2 separate regions of the Mus musculus genome follow, and region 2 is linked to region 1. The links are chromatin contacts, called in public promoter capture Hi-C maps. All regions are on one chromosome and are shown on one strand. The core of a region is the stretch at or near the end of the contact, and the rest is flanking DNA. Distances in the headings are between cores, read along the strand shown.

Region 1 (5,914 bases), core at 1,687-4,186:
TATGGAACTTGGTTTCTACCTCAATTGTCTCAATAAAATGAAAACTATTAGAAGTTACAATATGCATAGTAGAAACTTGAAATCTTTAGCAAACACACACACACACACACACACACACACACACCTCAGGTCCTTATGGAGTCATTAAGGTTAACAGGGATGACATTGGTCAAGCAAACATGAAAATATGTACATAATTATACAAACAAGCCTTATGCCATGGCAGTCCACATCTGCTGGTCCTGTTCCAGGGTCAGGAACCCTGTCATTCTGTCCACACCAAGGCCATGCCAGACTCAGCAAGATTCCACACCAACCCAGAAGTGCAGATTCCACAACTAATCCACTTGCTGCTCAAGAGTAGTGGCTTCCCTGCAGGCCTGACTGAGGAGAGGCTAAGTATTGCATCTGGGATCCCAGGAAGGAAGAGCAAAATGGAAGCTGGGGATCCAGACTGAAAGTCAGAGGTGTGGACCTGAGGATGTCACCCCAGTGACCCATTCTGTATCTGATGCTACAGGAAGTTTCACGGCCACATCTGGCGATGCCCAGCTCACCCATGATGCATGGTAGGGAAGAAATGGTAGTTTCCTGTCTGAAACTGATTCCTGACTACAGTTCTGCCCTCAGGAGTCAGGGCAGGACCTTTCATTATTCATCTGTTTTCTGTGTGGATTCCAGTTCCTCTATGTTGGAATCTGTCCTTCCTGTTTGTGTTGAATGATCTCAGAATTGGCCTCTGAAGACAGCTAAGCAGGGACAGTGCAAGGGATAGCCTCACTGAGAGATCCCACTTCCCTGGTCTCCTCTGCCAGCCACTTCTTCTCACAGAGAAACTTCAGGGAAGATGCCATGTAGGAACATTCTGAAAAGGTGCCCATCTCTTCTCAGATTCTTTTGTTTCCTGGGAGTGCAATGGTGCCTCAAAAGGTATGAGATCCTGCCTCAACACACACACACAGGCACACGCACACGAACACACACACACACACACAATTGTCTCTGTGTTTGTCTCTCCCCCTTCCTCTCTCCCCACCCTTGTCAGATACAGATGCTAAGCCCATTCCAGTAGTGACTCGTGTGACAGGACTAGAAACCTGGACACAGTCCAGAGGTGAAAAGTTCACGGAAACTTAATCTCCTGGAAACGTGGCATCCCGTATAACGAATGCTCCAAACTTGTCCTTGCGAATGGATCTGTGTGCTTTCTTTCAGTATGGTTTTGTTACAGGTGCCTCCAAGCAACGACTTGCTAAATACCTAAGCAAAATTGAACTTTGCTTCCTGGCCTTCACCAATACCTTGAGCTGACCCTGGGTTTGGAATTCAGTAAGAATGTTGCCTATTCAGTGACATTCAGAATTGACTCTAGTATTTTAAGAGAGATAGTGAAAGAAATCAGGCATTACTATCTACTACATAGAGTTAGAAATCTCAGGGCAAGCTTAGCAAAGTAAGTTTAGAATTCTTATTATAGTTATATATGGCAGACTACACTACTTATTAATAGAAAGTTCCCCCCGCCCCCCACAATCACTTAAAATAAAAGCCGAGTCACTCACATATACAGGAAATTACAGTGGTTTAGGAAGTAGATCGGGCTGTGATTTGAGAAGGAACTAGAATATTGCAATATTTATGAGAAGGTTAGCTAGAGCGGAACTCCCTAATTAGAACTATGGCTTGGGCATGAAAGCACTTGCCCCGGGAGTGTAAAGACCTCACACCTGGCTTCTAAGAATATAGCTGACCTTAGATAGAGCTGACTTTGTCTCAGTTGTTTTATTGCCCACTTCCTGCCAGTCTTTATGTTTGCATTTCCCTGTTTTGTGTAAGAGTCATTAAGCATCCGGTAACCTCATTGTTCCTTGCCAATGTGTCACCTAACTGCCCTATTTTCTTCTGCGTTAAAAGTTTGATGCTCAATTTGACAAATTACATTCAGATACCGCCTCCCTTGTGTTTGTATTTGTTTGCTATCCATGCCAACTCCTTGTCTGCCTGTAACCAGAACCCGAGTTTCGCCTGTGGATCGAGGACCCAAGTGAGGTCCGTCTGCGGCACACAGAGATACTACAGATCGAGATGAGTATACAAAGGTATTTATTGACTAGAAAAGGTCTTTTCAGCTAAAGTAAAGGAAGCCAGGGATAGGTTTCATGAGGACAGGTGCTGATATGCAGCGCAGACAGAGGAATTCGTTCTTCACTACTATGATCTCGGCAGTAGCAGATGAGGGAAGGTACAAAGTGCTGGCACTGGAGCTAAAATAGCCGATCCAAGTGAACCGGAACTACTGGATAGGTGGGACGGTCCTTTGGAGTTCTGGGGTTACAGGCAACTGTGTAGGACTTCTTTGCTCCTGTTGTTTTGTATCTGCAGTGGGTATAATTCCTTGCCCGTTTTGTGAGTTTACAGATAGTTACAGATACCTTAGATGAACTATCATGACAATTTGGACTTGTCCCGTCTTTGCAAGTCTTGGGTGGATTGTGACACACACGGACAACATCAGCAAAAGTTGTATGAAGAAAAGTATTCAAGTCCTTACATTTTCCTGTATACTTGTTAACGACCCGCATTGCATCATCACATTTGGGAGAGGATTTCTTATAGATATGCTGGATGTCAAACTTCTGGGAAGGGGTTGGTCGCTGGCATGAGACAAGCGTTAGGACAAGTCCCAGCAGCAGCAGGAGACAAAGTCTGGATTCAAGCAGCTTCAGACCCATGTTTCCTGTGAGGACAGAAGAGAAGTGACTACTTCCACCCTACCTCAGTTTTCCATATCTCTTCCTGAAGGCCCTCTGCTGTCACTGTGGGTCCACGGTGGGACTTCTCCTGGACACTGTCCCATCACTGCCCCTCCTGTCCCAGGCCCAGACAGTCAGTGTCTTACCCAGTCTGCTTTGTGGCTCCCGTGGAACTGAGCGCTGGTTGTCCTGGAAATCAGGGATAATGGGTGAGCTCCACTTGGGTCCATAGATATACAGCAGGCTCTGTGGGTGGAGTTGGTGCAGAACCCACACATTGGTACATTGCCTGCTTGTGCAACCAGCCTTCTGTTTCTTCACTTGGCCAAGTCATGGTGCTTCTGGCTCCATTGTAAGGAATAAATTCCAAGTCCTCTTGTGCAGGGCAGTTTGAAGTCTGAATCTGAACTCTACATAGAAATCCTTTTGATTGGCTGCACACTTCATAACTGTTTTCAGTAATGGACAGACCAAGTTTTCTATTAGCCTGGGTACACAGTTAGAAATAAAAAGCTTTGGAAAGCCAGAATCATAAGAGACATTTTCATTTCTGTCTTTCATTTTTAAACTTATATGATGTTGGGGTGTGCAGAGATAGCTCAGTGGTTAAGAGCACCTGATGCTCTCCCAGAGCACCCAAGATTGGTTTCAGCACAGATGCTGGGTTGCTTACAACTGCCTGTAACTTTATTCCAGGTCATCTTATGTCTTCTAATAGCATCAGTTGGCATGTTCATACACATGTGCACAGACACACAGAGACACATAAGTAAAAATAATCCTTAGGGATCGGTGAGATGTCAGTGATTATGAGAACCTCCCCTCTTCCAGATTCCTTCCCTTCCAGAGCACCCCAGTTTGTCACCCGGAGGCCACAACTGCAGATAACTTCAGGTCCACAGAATCTGACACCTGTATAGTTTTTGTTAGTACCTGTACATGCATGGCACATATCAGTCCAGATACATGTGAAATTAAAAAATAAACTATAAAAATTGCATTTAGAAACAATAAGAAAACACTGTACTCCTATTGCACAGTATCTTTCTTATTGGTTCCTGTAAAAGATTCCTTTGTACATTTCCATCTACCCTCATTTGCTCCAGACTTAGTACTAATGAACTATTTTACACCATGGATGCTCAGGAGAGCACTATTTTATCTAAGATGCCAGAGTTACTATTAGCCAATGTTAAAACAGATATATTAATGTAATGGAAATTTTATTTGTTTTTCTTTGTGCTGGGGTTTGAACCTGGAACCTTGTGCACCCTGTCCCTGAGCTATATTTGCAGCATCAAATACTTTAAGAGATTTGGCTTCAACAGATTAAATACCTCTCTAAGGTTTTTTGTTTGTTTGTTTTGTTTTTTTGGTTTTGTTTTTTGTTTTTTGTTTTTGTTATCCAAATCTCCCTTGCATTCCAATCCACTCACATATCCCCAGAACTGCTCCCAATTCTGCAGTGAAGTAAAGTCAGGGTAACATCTTGGTAGTAAGTCCTTGAGTTTTTTCTTTCCAAAACTTGATGAATATCATAGGGCATTGTCTCAAGAAATACTTCCTCACTTGACCTATAAGCCACAGTGAGAATTTTGCTGTCCCAATTGATAGGTGTCTATTTGCAGAATCCATTGTTGAGAGATTGTATCCAAAACTTGGAATTTCTCCAACCCTGGAATCCTCTTGCAATGACTACTCTTGACCTACCTACTGACTGAAAGATGCCCAATGCCAACACAGTATTTGACATATCTCTGCCCAGTGCTCGGGCTGTCTATGGAAATGACAGTGCACAGCTCTTATAAAATTGTCACAGTAACCCATCTTTTAGGGACTGATCTTTTGGAGGTGCTAAGGAGTGTTGAGTAGGGTGTCACTCTGGGGCCTGGGTTTGGTTTGAACTTGTTTAGAAACCCAGATTGGATTCAATTTTTCTATCCTTCTGACTAGGCTGGAAGTTCTAGGGTCCCAGGCTTTCACTTCCAGATCTAGCTTATGAGCCAGGTTGTAAGCAGCCTGTGCTGCTGTGAGTGGATGCTCAGCTTTAGGAAGTAAGACTCAATAAGGATAAGCTAGGATGCCGTGGCCTTGCCCTTGAAGGATGTTTTGGGTCCCTGTGCCCTTTCCTGTCCTCCTTTCTTCTGCCACGACCTTGAACAGTTTTGCTTTAATACACATGTCCCACCATGGGCTTTTCTGTGCCACAGACCCCCAAACATGAAAGCCACCTGACAGGATATCTTTGACACTAGAATCAAACGAATCACTGTTTCTTTCAAACCATCTGTCTCAGGTATTAATCAAGTATTGGAAAGCTGATTTGTAGCAGGATACAAGTTAATTTAACTCTGATTTATAAAGCTCAAGGTATATTTGGTCCAGGGGCTCTAAAGTTTTCTCTTTTATGTTATATGACCTTCTGTCATCTCTTTGAAAGGCTATTTATTGAAGAAAAGCTGATCTTGATCCTTTTGACCAGGTTTCTGCAAGTACATAGGGACTGCAGAGAGACCTCCCATGCAGACAGGGCTCTGGGTTGGTTGTGTCTGTGAACGGCCCTGCAGCTCCTTTTTGCACTCAGGATTCTGCAGAGTGACTCATGTATGTAACTTCAGGGGGACACAGTGGAGCTCTACCTCCCCTGCCATTCCATATTTCCTGTGCACGATTGGAACCACGTTGTTGCCTTGGTCTGGTACAGCATGTCTTCATTCCTGGAGCCATGATTGGCACCACTGTGTTCTTGAGGTACTCATTGAGGGGTACTTTTCACAGCCCATATACTGGTGGCATATAGAATGGATGGTGTGATACTTTGGTTGGGATTTTATTTGGAATTAAATTGACTCTGTAGGTCAGTGTGAAAAAAGCAATTCCATGTATCTAAGAACTGAACCTTCCATTCATTTCTTCCAGAGCCAGAATTGTTGGAGTCCAGAAGGCCTGCAGTGCCTTTCACAAACAGCAACCTAGATGTGGTCCCCTGACTGAGGGGACACTGCAGGTAGTAGATCTAAATCCTGGGAGGTTGTCCTCCAGAACACAAAAAGGCCACAAAAGGCAGGGAAGTATAGAAGGAAATCTCAGAGAAGGAGGCAGAGATACTGTTTGCTCAAGCTCTGCTTGCAGTGATTGTCTAGTAACTAGCTAGACCGTGT
Region 2 (5,530 bases), core at 487-2,986, 180 kb before region 1:
CAGAATTGCTCCTGTCTAAAGAAAGACAGAGACAAAGAATGAAGCAGAGACTGAAGGAAAGGCCATAAAGAGACTACCCAACTTGGGCATCCATCTAACATGCCGTCACCAAAGACAGTCACTATTGTAGATGCCAAGAACTGCTTGCTGAGAGGAGATAGAGTGATACAGCTGTCTCCTGAGATGCTCTGCCAGATCTTGAACAATACAGATGCCGATGCTCACAATCAACCATCAGACTGAGCACAGGGACTCCCAATGGAGGAGTTAGGGGAAGAACGGAAATAGCTGAAGAGGCTTCATCTGGCATCAGTGGGAGGGGAGGCACTTCATATTATGGAGGCTTGATGCCCCAATGTAGAGGAATACAATGGTAGTGAGGCGGGAGTGGTAGTTGGGTGGGAGAACACCCTCATAGAAGCATGATAAGGGGAATGGCATAGGCTGTTTGCAGAGGGGAAACCTGGAAAGGGGATACGATTTGAAAATCAAATAAATAAAATATCCAATTAAAGAAAAAAGAGTAAATTGGTGATAGGAAGAATTTGGGGTCATCTTAATAAGGAGTCAACAGCACCTTAAGAGCACACCTAAAACCTCTAGGATGAAAAGAAGCAAACACATTTAAGAGGAATAAATGGCAGAAAATACTCAAACTCAGGGCTGAAGTCAACCAAATAGAAACAAAAAGCAAGATACAAAGAATCAAAGAAACCTAGAGCTAGTTTTTCTGAGAAAATCAACAAGATAGATAAACCCTTAGCCAAACTAACTAAAGGACACAAAGTACCAAAATTAAGAAGTTCAGAAATGAAAAGGGAGACATAACAAAAGAAACTAAGGAAATTAAAAGCTCAGCTTGTCTGACTAGAAAAGCCTATGCTCAACAAACCTGGAAAATGTAGATGGAATGGATTATATTATTTTATTTTTTAAAAATATTTTTGAATGTATGAGTGCTCTGCTGCATATACACCCACATGCCAGAAGAGGGCATCAGATCCTGATATAGATATTTGTGAGTCCCCAGTATCTGAGTTCCTCTATTGCCAAGTGCAAGGGAGTTTTCATTGCAAAAAATTCAGATTGTAAATCAGAGATTTTGTATAAGCACATGTCTCAATACATTGACACAATATATCCTCTCAAGGTATGTGCACACTAAAAAATATAATACAACATTTGCAACATTAAAGGTACAGAAGAATGAATTTGGCCTCTGGGAAACAGGGCAATCTGGGGAATTGGACTGTATGTTACATGAATGGACCCCAGAAGTAGATGTATATTGGATAACAATCTACCTCATGCAATGATCCTAGAGTATCAGGTCCTACCAAAGATAAGCCACCTATGCTACGGCACTAACAAGCTCTCCCCATCCTAAGCACTTGACTTGTAGTAAAGTAGTGAGAAATCTCTAGCTTTGGAAGGAGAAGGTGCCAACTGGTCTTACCTGGGTCAAAAGAGAGTCCCCCCCCTTTTTTTTAATGTATGAAAACCCCTTGTTCTTGGGAAAAGGGGAACTCAGGTACAGGGGGAATATCTAATTGTACATGCACCTCAGGAACTCGTCTAAATGGGGCAAGCTGGTAAGAACGTGGGCCATAGTAGTTCCCAGTGGTATCATCAGTAGTCACATCCATGGACAATCTCTTGTATCCAGGAGAAGCCTTGAATCTTCTGTGATGTCACCATTGTTGCTTGACACCAACTGCCTGTGGTATATTCCTTCAGAGCCTATTGGGTTCACAAGCAGGCAGGTTATCCATGCTTCTCATGCTATTTCAGAGGGAAAATATAATACACACAGAGTCAAGACTTAGGCAGAAGGAGGCCAGCATTCTGTCATGTTGGGAAATGGGAAGAAAGAAATGTTGATGGGTAAGTCACAATGAGTCCTGGGCAAAGGTTGGGGAGGTACATGGAGGACGTTGGCTTGAGCTGGTCCTTCCAGGAATAGGGCTTATGATTTGAGAAAACAACACTTGCTTTGATGAGAGCTTTTAATTTTATCCTGACTGGAAAATTATACCAGGAATCTCTGTGAGGATAACAAAGTGTTTCTCTCAGGATAGAGTGTTGAAGCACTTCGTCCTGTTAGAATTTCCAGTAGGTTACATGAGGATGTGATGCCAATAACAGAGTGGGATATTCCCATGCTCATGACTCAAGGTCCCAGACACTTTGGAATTGAACACACAAGATGTGGACTGATTCACAGTCTGGGGTTAGTATAGTAATCTGTGAGCTCTCATCATGCCTTTTAAGAAGCATGGACAGGCTAACGGGAGATGTTAGGTGCTGGTGTTTATGGTCACTCTTTATTGTGCTAAGTAGTACGGACTATATTGTCCAATAAGAGCTGACAATGCCCTCCAATTCTTCTTGTAGGGGGGAGCTTATGCATTTCAGATCTAGGGAAATTGCAATAGGGAGGGGGGAGGAAAATGGTTAATGATGGTGGTTGGGAACAGGGATCTACCTGAGGAGCCCAGCTTGAAGATAGCTTTCCTACTCTTTCAGGGATTCTGTGTATCTCTAGATTTTCCAATTGCTCAGACTTCTGTGTGGACTAAGCATGGTTTCACTTTCCCTGTACTATATTATCTCTACAAGTTTACCAGTGTTTATCAACCTACATGGTCTGTTGGAAAGACATCACCCCAACCCTCCACCACCAGTAAGCAGGAGCAGAGAATGAAGAGGATGAAGAAGCTCAAAGGGATCTCCAGAAGATCAAAAATGAGAGAGATTAATTCCAGGGAACCCTGGCCAATTACACTAACAAGGATTTGAACAACAGGTAGTCATTATGCCCAGTTCTTTGCTGACTATCTTGGGCCATCCCTGTTAAGCCCAGATTCCCTCATACCACAGGTGGCTACAACTCCAGGCTGTCTGAATATCCAAATTAATTTTGCTGATTGGATTTTCAACACAGAACTTCAAGTTCTGATAGTAGTGATATGTGACTCAGACACTTTTGATTCCTCCAAAAGTAAACCAGAGCCTGTGGTATGAAAGACAGTCTGCGGATAAGGGTAGTAGTGTGTGAATCCTAATCCTGCATTGAAAGAATCCTCTACAGGTGTTGGTTTGTGGGAGATGCAAAGTACTCTTTGTTTATGGCCAATCATGTTTGCAATTGTCCTGAAGGTAATTTGGGTTCAATTGATCCTGTCAACAGTTGGAGACACCTGGTTCCACATACTGCCTCTCAGTATGACTGGATTGGCATCAGTTCATCACTGCTTTTATCAAATTGTATCCATTATACTCTCAAATAATTCCATATCAGTGTGTTTATTTGGCATTTTGATTATCTTTGATTATGTGGTGTGTGTGTGTGTGTGTCTATTTCTGTGTTTGTGTGTATGTGTGTATATGTTCCACTTAAGAACTGGAGATCTGTGTAGTATGATGGGGCCTGAGATTTTGCATGAAACAATTTCCAGGCAATAGTATTGATGAATCCATAGTACCTCACTTTGAGCAGCTCAGCCCATGACCTCTGGTGCTCACCTTAGGTGCACACTGGAAACTCCTGGTGTATGCTATAAAGGCTTTTCCCTGTAGATACTGATTATGTCCTTTGGGAATTTATGTAGCAATAGAAGCAAGGATTGACAGTTTCTTGCCTACAAACAGATGTGTCATCACAAGCTTAAAGAGGACCCAGGCCTGTGGTACAGGTTCCTGGAAAGTTCTTGGAGAGATAGTCTATTCTTTCAAGTCCCTTCAGGGATATAAATCAGGTCAGCTCTTTGCCTTTACTTCCCTGGCTCTACTGACCCCATAAGAAGAGTAATAATTTTAATAAGCTCCAAGTGGAACCAGTAACAAGGGGATAGGTCGTGGCATATATGGGTTGTGATAGTCCACGATTCAGCTTGAATTGACATGATCCATGTATCCTTAGTTCATGGGATTATTTGCTCCTTGGGCCATTCCCTCTCACAGGATCAACTTTGAGACTTTCATAATCAAGATGCAACATGATCAGGTGATGACTGACCTGAATAGAGTGCCCCAGGGTATCAGTGAGGCCTTGTACAAGTGCAAGGAGCTGACTAAAGAAAATCAGTTCTACTGGTGAGTGACTAACAAGATCATGACCCAAGCAGTAGGCACAGAATGTGACTGCCTGTCCTTGTTTTTGAACCAAAGTGAGGGCTCAAGTTATATCCTGTATGCCTTGAAACAGGAGGTCCGCGTCCTTTAAAGCAAAGCTCTAGGATTTTTACTTCTTAAAGTCATCACCAGATTTTTCACCAGAGACTATGAAAGCCAGAAGATCCTGGACAGATGTTATACAGACACTAAGAGAACACAAATGCCAGGGTACTATGCCCAGCCAAACTTTCAATTACCATAGATGGAGAAACCAAAGTATTCCACAACAAAAGCAAATTCACACATTATCTTTCCACGAATTCAGCCCTTCAAAGGATAATAACAGAAAAAAATTACAAAGACGGAAACCATCATCAATAAATGGTGCTAGACTAACTGGACATCTACATGTAGAACAGTGAAAATAGATATTTATCACTCTGTATGAAACTCAAGTCCAAGTGGATCAAGAACTTAAGCATAAAACTGGATACACTAAATCTTATAGAAGAGAAAGTTGGAAATACCCTTGGATGCATTGGTACAGGAGACAAATTCCTGAGAACATCAAAGGCTCAGGCTCTAAGAACAACAGTTTATACATGGGACATCATGAAACTACAAAGCTTCTGTAAGGCAAAGGACACTGCCAATAGGACGAATCAGCAGCCTCAGATTGGAAAAGGGTATTCACCAACCTTACATCTGACAGAGGACTAATATCAAAATTTTACTAAGATCTCAAGAATTTAGACACCGGCAACCCAGCTAACCCAATTAAAAAATAGAGTACAGAACTAAACAGAGAATTCGCAACAGGAACCTTAAAGAAATGTTCAACATCCTTACTCAGCAGGGAAACAAAAATCAAAACAACTCTGAGGTTCCATCTTATACCCATCAAGAGATAGCAAATGCTGGCAAGGATGTGAAACAAGGGGAGCACTTCTTCACTTCAAGTAGAAGTGCAAACTTGTACAAACATTTTGGAAATCAATTTGACAGTTGCTCAGAAAACTTGGAGTAATTCTACCTGAAGACCCAGATATACCACCCCTGAGCATATACCTCAAAGATGCCCCACTATACCACAGAGACACTTGCTTAATTATGTTCATATCAGCTTTATTCATAATGGCCAGAAACTGGAAACAGCTTAGATTCCCTTAACTGAAGAATGGATAAATTGCGTTACATCTACAGAATGGGATGCCATTCAGCTATTAAAAACCAAGACATGCTCTTTGCAGATAAGTGAATGGAACTTGAGAATAACATCCTGAGTGAGGTAACCCAGTCCCAAAAGGACATGTATGGCATGTACTCACTTAGAAGTGTGTATTGGCCATAAAGCATAGGTACCATGTTACACTCCACAGACCCAAAGAAGAAAACAAGAAGGAAGGCCCAAACA

Evidence for each region. Capture Hi-C pulls out chosen DNA fragments and counts their contacts.
Region 2: a contact with region 1 is called in a promoter capture Hi-C map of liver, with 2.9 times the contacts expected there. The contact joins the promoter of 4930597G03Rik here to the promoter of Rnase2b in region 1. A contact is called at or near these places in 2 of 39 promoter capture datasets (embryonic stem cells and hippocampal neurons), 2 of 15 datasets of contacts at CTCF or cohesin (pro-B cells and stem cell-derived epiblast-like cells), 31 of 484 Hi-C or Micro-C datasets (the BV-2 cell line, adipose-derived mesenchymal stem cells, bone marrow-derived dendritic cells and 18 more), 1 of 115 datasets of contacts at active chromatin or transcription factors (bone marrow-derived dendritic cells) and 1 of 9 other capture datasets (liver).

Annotation. Positions count from the first base shown.
Region 1 is chr14:51,159,282-51,165,195 of GRCm38.p6, reverse strand. Rnase2b (ribonuclease, RNase A family, 2B (liver, eosinophil-derived neurotoxin)) reads right to left here and starts at 2,936. Exons shown (of 1, transcript NM_019398.2): 1 at 2,178-2,936. The coding sequence starts at 2,732. The coding sequence ends at 2,265.
Region 2 is chr14:51,341,695-51,347,224 of GRCm38.p6, reverse strand. It overlaps 4930597G03Rik (RIKEN cDNA 4930597G03 gene), which reads left to right and starts at 1,736. Exons shown (of 5, transcript NR_045736.1): 1 at 1,736-1,884; 2 at 2,620-2,806.